Linked DNA regions of Mus musculus: all the other regions are linked to region 1. A link is a contact called in public Hi-C and promoter capture Hi-C data. All regions are on one chromosome and are shown on one strand. The core of a region is the stretch at or near the end of the contact, and the rest is flanking DNA. Distances in the headings are between cores, read along the strand shown.

Region 1 (2,721 bases), core at 89-2,588:
TGATGGATAAGAAGAAGTAAAGGAGGTTAAAAAAAGTGACTCATGAGTACTGCATTCGGAACACCTTGAAATTAACACATCTTACAAAGTAAGTACTTAGTGTTCACGTGCAGCATTAAGCAGCATACTGGAAAAGCAAACTGAAACTGGACTCGGCTGAGAACGCTATGAATTTAAATCCGGTTCTAATTCACACCAGCTCTATAGCCTGGGCTGTTTAGATGCCAAGAGTCAAGAAGTAAAACTATGAAATTATTCACTTAACTGCTTGAAATTAAAACAAACAAACAAACAAACAAAAAAACCTACCTTGAGTCTTCCCCAATCTATAAGTAACTGAAAGGAGCCCACATAGTACATTCACAATTGCTCTTCAAAAGGTACAACCAAGACTAAAATCAACCTTTCACTATCTGTATGATCAACGCTCAACATTCATAAAGCCATATTTAACGTTTTTGCTTTTCTTTCTTGAGACAAAGATTCTCCGTGTAGCCCAGGCTGTCCTGGAACTTGCTCTGTAGACCAGACTGGCCACGAACTTAAGAGACCCACTTGCCTTTGCTAGCAGTAAAGGCGTGCTCCACCACCGCCTGGCTGGTTTTGCTTTTCTTAAACAAGCCCCCCCCCCGCCCCCCTTTTTTGGATAATTAGCTGTTTCAACTTCTAATTTGATGAAGAATACCCCTGTATTGTCAACGGTCCTAAATACAAAGGAAAAATATCTTCGAATAAAGCGGATAATTAAAATGCTAAAGTAATTTGAGAGTAAAAATAAACACACACAAGGGTCCGACTGCCTAAGGCTGTGGATGCAGCTCAGTAGACCTTGCCCAGCAGGCTACGTCTCAAGAGCAGAACAAAACAACCTTCACTTTCATCCCTGAAATTAAGTCTGGTTAATCATGTTAGTTTCCTCTTAAAACAACAAGTGATCAGGCGGCCCAGCGACAGAAACAGCTACTCGTCTAACAACCAAGACAAATCATAACTTCATGTTCGCCCGTTGGCTTTAGAAACGTGTTCAAGCCCTACCAAACAACAGGCCATAGGGCGGAAGATTGAGGTGGGAGCCCGGTTGCTGGAGCAAACGGCACCGAGGGCGTCCATGCACAACTGAGTGCTGGGCTGCAGGCTACATCCCTGCCATTCCCACACCCGCCCGTCGCGACCCCAGGCTCGACCCAGGTGAGGGCAGCAGGCCCAGGCTTTTACCCTCCGTTGAAGGCATAAGGCGAAAACCGCAGCTGCACAGGGCCGGCGGAGCCGTGAGGCCCCATTCCCAGCTCTCGTTCCACGTCTCGGTAAGCAGCAGTGGAAAGCATCGCGCCTAACTCCTGCTGTCTCACGGCAAAATGGCCGCCGGGACCGGTCCACTTCCGCCTCCCTCGCCCCGCCCCCCTAGGCTCCTCTAGCCTGCACTCGTCGTTGCTCTTGGAGGTCTACGCCTGCGTCCGGCTAGCGCACAACCTGGATCCGCCAATCCTGCCAACAGAGAAACCTGTTTTATAACCCTAAGAAAACGTTTGGATTTACTCATGGCGGATAGAAAATTAAAAGTCTGACCATACCAAAAAAATTAACCCAATTACAGAGCAACGACAACTCGGATGTCACATTGGCGAAGTGGCACAGCGTTTGAGACGGGTTAGTAGTTCATGCTGCATTCAAGGCCAATCAGGACGCATGTCAACTGTGTGGTGTACGCAGCCACGAGACCCAGGAAGCAATACCAGATTTCTTTAGCCAGAATATGATGGTTAATATTGTTAATTTCACAGAACTTAGCATCATGTAGGTAAAACCCATGGATGCGTCTATGCGGGTGTTTCAAGGTTTAATTGAGGAGCGAAGACCCAACTAAAATATAAGCGGCGCCACCTCATTGCCTGGATTTCCCGACTAAATAAAGAAGAAGCGAACTAACATTTATCTATTTATGTTTCTGGTCTGTGGATGCAATCCAGTTGGCATGCTTCCCCCTGGGTTGTATCTCCTCAAACAGTAAGACAACATAAAACCCGCTTCCCTTATATTGCCTCTTGACAAGCCTTTGTTAAGTTTTCTCAATTCCCCAGTCTTCTGAGGTTTCCTGTACTTTCAAGAGAAAATGTTTCCTTTAGGGGAAAATAGATACACAGTACTATTGTACTTATTAGAGTCTGTGTAAATAGACAACCTATACAACACCTACACACATAACACACAGATACTGTCCATCACACACACAGACACACACACAGAGAGAAAGAGAGAGAGAGAGAGCGCTAACCTTAACCTAAAGGAGCTCATTACCTCGTTGATAATGCAAAATACAAGGGAAAGGAAGTACGCAGAACAACACATGTATATGCCTTAGATGAACTTCAGAAGGAAAAAAAAATTAAGATATGTTGGAATCAATCAAGCATTATGAAGCAGCCTAAGAAACAGCTGACGTTTTCTTGTGGCAGCAAGGAAGAGAGCTGGTAGTGACCGAGCTAAAAATAGAAATGAATCTGTGACTACAAAGTCGCTTGTTTTGTTGTTCTTCCTTGAACGTAAGTTAACATCTACTGAGAACATGATGAGGAGCGTTTGCTTGACATTTTCCTTAGCCACCTCACAAATCTCAAAGGGGAGGAGCCAGTAAGCTTGCCAAGCAATCTCTGGAGTTCGAAGCCAGCCAGTTCTACAGAGTGAGTCCCAAGAAAGTCGGGGCTACACAGAGAAACTCTTTCT
Region 2 (2,721 bases), core at 160-2,659, 8.2 Mb after region 1:
GGAACCACCACACCGATTTTCTTTGGTTTGGTTTAGTTTTTTAGCTGCATAGCTTAGGCTGATCTTGATGTTGGCATTCTCCGGTATCAGTAAACAGTACTGCAAGCATATATAGAAATGCTACTTTCTTTTTTGAAAGATACCTTTTATTTGTGTGTGTGTGACACATATGTTTGAGTGTCTCTGGAGTCCAGAGAAGGGCAACGGATCTCCTGGCAATCGAATTTCAAGTGGTTATAAGCTGGGAGCAAAAAAAAAAAAAAAAAAAAAAAGAGCACCTGGAAGAGCAGAAAGGCTAACCCATGAGCCATCTTTCCAGACCCACGTGCTGCTTTTTTTGGTTGGTTGGTTGGTTGGTTGGTTGGGTTTTTGTTTTGTTTTTTTGTCTTGGTGTTTTGTTTTGTTTGTTTGGTTTGGTTTTGGTTTTGGTTTTTCGAGACTGGGTTTCTCTGTATAGCCCTGACTGTCCTGAAACTCACTTTGTAGACCAGGCTGGCCTCGAACTCAGAAATCCACCTGCCTCTGCCTCCGAGTGCTGGGATTAAAGGCATTCGCCACCACGCCTGGCTCTGTGTTTTGTTTTGTGACAAGGTTTCACTGTGCCCTGACTGTCCTGGAACTCACGTTGTAGACCAGGCTGGCCTCAAACTCACAGAGATCCGCTTGCCTCTCCCTTCCCAGCCCTGGTATTAAAGGCATGTGTCACCACGCCTGGCCATATATGTTGCTTTCTGTTGCTTTCTTTCTTTTCTTTCTTTCTTTCTTTCTTTCTTTCTTTCTTTTTTTTTCTCCAAAACGAGTCTCTCTGTATAGCCCTGGCTGTCCTGGAACTCTCTCTGAAGACCAGGCTAGCCTCTAACTCAGAAATCCGCCTGCCTCTGCCTCCCAACTGCTGGGATTAAAGGCGTGAGCCACCATTGCCCGGCTATATATTGCTTTCTTAAGGGCCTCGGGAAGAGCACGAGATGATTCAGTGGGTAAGATTGCCTGCTGCCAAGCCTGGCAATCTGAGTTCGATCCCTGGGGCCCACAGAGTAGAAGAAGAGAACAAACTCTGATCATAGGTATGCAGTGTGACAGGGTGTCGTCGTCGTCGTCGTCGTCCCCCCGCCGTCCCTGCCCCCCAAAGAGTCACAAAAAAGAGTCACAAAAGTAATGTATCCTTAGGTAACATACAGACCTGTCTTCATTCGCAAAGCGAGAAACTGGGACTGGGGAAAGTTGAGTAAAGTCTCAAGTCATAGCCCAGGTTACTGAACTCAGCAGGTTCCGCCCTTGGAGTGGCCACCAACTAAGGGAACTTTGGGAAACGCACGCAGGTGGCTATCGCCGCAGGGGTCTCTGCTCCTCCCAAAGAGAGGTGGTCCAGTGACGTCATTGAGACTTTAAGACCCCTTGCCTCCGCCCTCATTCCTACTTTCGACCTGGAAATCTTAGCAGTCTCTTTTGCAGGTGAGCCTGGGGTATGTGTGTAAATTGCGGGTGTGAAAATACGCAGGCAGGGGATGTGGCAGAGTGCGTGCGGGCGTGAGTTAAATGCTGGAGCTTTGATCCTGGTGGCGGCCACCTGCGGTGGCCACCTAGGCAGGAGAGGGTTGCGTCGGGAGAAGCGCTCGGGTCCCCTCGGCCCCAGAAAAGTTAAACACCCCTCCCCCTCCCCTGGGACAAAGGCACCGAAACCTGTGACGCCCCTCCTCCACCTGCTTGGCCACTTTGGGGCGGGACTCCCTTCCCCCTCACCTGCAGGCGCGGACCCAGCTGCGGGCGCCGCCATTAAGCCCCTCCTGGTCTCGCACTCCTAGGCTCGGATATCAGGGGTGGCCGAACCGGACTGGACGTCCGCAGACAAAGCTGACCGAGCACTCGGTAAGTAGAGAGGGACAGAGATGAGAGGGAGAGAATGGTCCCCAGCGTGAGCCTGCAAGTGAGAGGAGTCGAAAGGGGCCTATGCCATTCTTAGGGGCAAGGTGGACTTGTAGAACCGAGGGTTATGAAGAGCCACAGCAGGGCGCCAAGCAGAACTGATTCCCTTCGTATCAACATCATGAAGAGCAAAATGAAGGACACAGGTGCCTGTCACAAAAGGCACTGGGATCTTGAATTTTAGCTCCTTAAAGCTGTGTGGAGAGGGGAAAGAAAGGTAGCACGGCCTTTGGTCTAAAACTCAAAAGGATGCTCCCAGCCTCGAGGCCCGCACCTTGACCCTTAGAGGTGGAGGTGGGTCAAGAAAGAGCTGGTAGCCTAGGAAAATCTGTTTTGTGGCAAAAGGGCTTGTTTTTCCTTATCTCTCTCACCCTATAGGGTGGGCTGGACCCGGACTGGCAGGGCTTCCAGCAACTTCCAGGGATTGGGAGGAGCAGACCTTGGAACATAGGGAGGGCGAGATTTCAAGGAATTATACCCACCTGAAACAGAGCTGGGGGTTTCCATTTGAACCTTGCTTGGGTGGCAGGAGGAAGCTTCAGGTCTCCTCTGAGTGCTCACGGGATAAGGGTGGGCCTGAAACTTGTATCGAGAGCCCGACCAATCCAAAATTATACTCCCGACATGTCATTGTCTTTGTTCTGATAAAATGTACCTAAGGATGTGACTCAGCTCCTAGACCGCTTGCCTGGCGTGCAAAAAGCCGAAGCCCTGCCTTACCCCTCTGGTGGTAAACCCTGCAGTCCCCGAATTCAGGGAGTGGACACAGAAGGTTCAGGAGTTCACAGCCAGCATCAG
Region 3 (2,721 bases), core at 68-2,567, 6.0 Mb after region 1:
CTTCCTTATATGTAGGTATTCATTCATATTACATCCTTCATTTTCTTCTCAGTGGAGGATACACTGATACCCTTCTGGTAAATGATCTCAGGAGTCATTGTAGAGAGTTGACTTGAGAATAACTGTAAAAGGAAAGTTAAGAAACACAACAGTGTGTGGAACTCAGACAATGGAGGAAAGAAATAAGCAATAGCTGTCCACTGCAGACCTGCCTCAAATCATCTAGAAACTCTGACATCTGGCAGAATATTTGCTTTACATCAATAACTTTTGAAGAATCTAGTGATTCTATCTCTCTCTCTCTCTCTCTCTCTCTCTCTCTTTTTCCCCCCACCCCCCGGAAAGAAAGAAAAGGCCTTTGATGTTTTAAATGGAGCCTTTAATATTACAAAGTCTGGGTCATCAAAACAGTAATCTTCATTATGGTACATTAGTTTACCCAAGTATTGTGAATCTGAGTGCATTAAATTCTTCTTCATCAATTTCTGAGAAAAAATATTTAAAAACAGAAACATGTACTCTGAGTTGCACCCTAAAGCTGATTACTGATTTCTCAATTATTTGTTTCATCTTGGTTTTTCTGAAAATCCATGCAATTATAGTATAAGAAAATGTTAACTCCCCAGAGGTCTACTTACAAATCACAACTGTGTAAGTAATGGAAACATAAAGTTAAGAAACTTGCAAAAGCTTTTAATGAAGTTTAAATCTTAAAACACCGCAATTTATATTAAACTAAAATTATGCAAAGGTAACTGGGGACCACTGATGTGGTTCATAGACATCATAGGCGGGTAGGACTTTTCAATGGCTTCTTCCTTTAAGCTGTTTATCAGGTAGGATTTTTCTTTATTTTAAAACGAAGACTATGTTCCACGTTCCTGAAAAGTCTCTCCCCAAATCAAAATTGCAGTATATGGTTTTGAGTTCTCACGTTTGCATTTTAATAGATGGCATTCTGGCATCTGAATTTAGCCTGTTTTGCTCTTTGGTATATATTATATGGCCCAGAGGCTCATAGTCCAATGGGGGTGTTAGGATGCCTATTTTGTATCTGACGGGTTCAGAACTCACTATGGGGGTCAGATACCGGGATGCTGCGTCATATCAGATCCAGTTCTGGTCCAGGCTCGCAACAAGCAGGTGGGAAGACCGTGCAGATCAAGGCCAGGTCAGCCTTACAGCTGGATCTGTGGGAGGAAGCCTGAGACCGAGTGGGAGGGACTGATTTCCGTGGGGCGGAGCCACTCACCCGGAAGCAGAGGATGGGAGGATGTTACACATTGGCTGGGTGTAGAGGAAGGGTGTGGAGTGGGCGAGTTTAGAGGAGTGACCAGCAGGGATACTGAGATGCAATGTGTGTGAGCCTAAGGAATTGAGGCTAAATAGTCAGAGCCTAAAGTGTTAAGAACGCGTTTCCGGCCTAGGGTCTGCACTGTGTGGAGTCGCGTGGTGCAGACTTGCCTGCAGAGCACACGGCCGGGGTCTCGCGGGACCCGTGAACCCCCAAAGCTACAGGTGCCAGGCGGGGCGTCCTGGGAGAGTCAGCAGCGCCGCGGCGGGAACAGCAGCCTGGCGGCCCTGGAACCTTCCAGGTCAGAGGAGCTGCGGGGCTGCAGAACGGGCGGGAGTGGAGCAGAGCATGATCAATGTCTCCGCAACTCATAAAGATGACAGCTCTCAAAACTGTGCTGTTGGATGTCTTACCCTCGTCGATACATTTTTCAATAATATTGACTGAATAGTGCTATTTTTAATTGATCTTCTACCCTCCACATATTCTCCTACGAATAACCTAGTAGAACATTTAAATTTATCGGTTGATATTTGCAAACGCGGTTCTCTTTGCTATGGTGGAAAGGACAAAGCTCTTGAGATTTTCGATTATCCATACTAACTTCCGTGTGCTACCACTTCCTTATTCAAGAGAGTGGCATATGGACCTAGGGACTATGATTCCATGAAAGCTTCTAGATATTAGTCATGAAAGGAACACCTGCAAATTTAATTAAGAGTACAATTTGTTGTGAGTTCCACAGGTATGGATGTAAACATTAACTTTTAAAAGTCAACGTTTTATCCACCATTAATTTTTCATCTAAAACTCTGTGTATTCACTCTGTGATGTAAATATAGCGTTGTGAAAAGGGTGCCGCCAGGCTTGGTGACACTCATCTTTTATCTCAGCAGTCAGGAGACAAAGACAGATGGATCTCACTGAGTTTGTAGGCCAACCTGATCTACATCGTGAGTTCCAGGACTACCACAGCTACATTGTGAGACCCTGTCTCCAAAAACTTAAATATAAATACAACAACAAGACAAACAAGGGGAAGGAAGAAGGAAGGATGGATAAGAGGGAGGGAAGGAGAGAAAAAAAGTAAGGAAGGCAGGCAAGTCAGACAAAAAAAATTTTTTTTTGTCTTCTTCTGAGTTCTTAATGTTGCAAATTAGAGCCTGGAAAATCACAGTATGCTGTTTGAGGGAATCAGGCTACAGGGTTTTCACAGTTAGACAGCATTTGGTGGTGGTACACACCTATATTCCCAACACTCCAGAGGCAGAGGCAGGTGGAGTTCTTTGCCAGCCTGGTCTACAGAATGAGTTTAAGGAAACCCAAGGCTGCACAGAGAAACCCAGTTTTGCAGCAAAAAGAAAGAGACAGAGAGAATGAAACAAAATTAAAAGGCATTAATTATAGTATATGACAATATTAGAAAT

What was found. Promoter capture Hi-C pulls out the DNA fragments that hold promoters and counts their contacts. Hi-C and Micro-C count contacts between places; a contact is called where the count stands out from the background.
Region 2: a Hi-C map of B cells shows a contact between it and region 1, with 5 read pairs. The contact joins the promoter of Cldn6 here to the promoter of Psmb1 in region 1. A contact is called at or near these places in 1 of 39 promoter capture datasets (cranial neural crest), 1 of 484 Hi-C or Micro-C datasets (B cells) and 1 of 9 other capture datasets (pancreatic islet).
Region 3: a promoter capture Hi-C map of pre-B cells shows a contact between it and region 1, with 5 times the contacts expected there. The contact joins the promoter of Zfp53 here to the promoter of Psmb1 in region 1. A contact is called at or near these places in 3 of 39 promoter capture datasets (cranial neural crest, liver and pre-B cells).

The regions. Positions count from the first base shown.
Region 1 is chr17:15,496,938-15,499,658 of GRCm38.p6, forward strand. It overlaps Psmb1 (proteasome (prosome, macropain) subunit, beta type 1), which reads right to left and starts at 1,339. Exons shown (of 6, transcript NM_011185.3): 1 at 1,216-1,339. The coding sequence starts at 1,325.
Region 2 is chr17:23,677,956-23,680,676 of GRCm38.p6, forward strand. Cldn6 (claudin 6) reads left to right here and starts at 1,410. Exons shown (of 3, transcript NM_018777.4): 1 at 1,410-1,452; 2 at 1,803-1,866.
Region 3 is chr17:21,487,671-21,490,391 of GRCm38.p6, forward strand. Zfp53 (zinc finger protein 53) reads left to right here and starts at 1,318. Exons shown (of 5, transcript NM_013843.3): 1 at 1,318-1,595.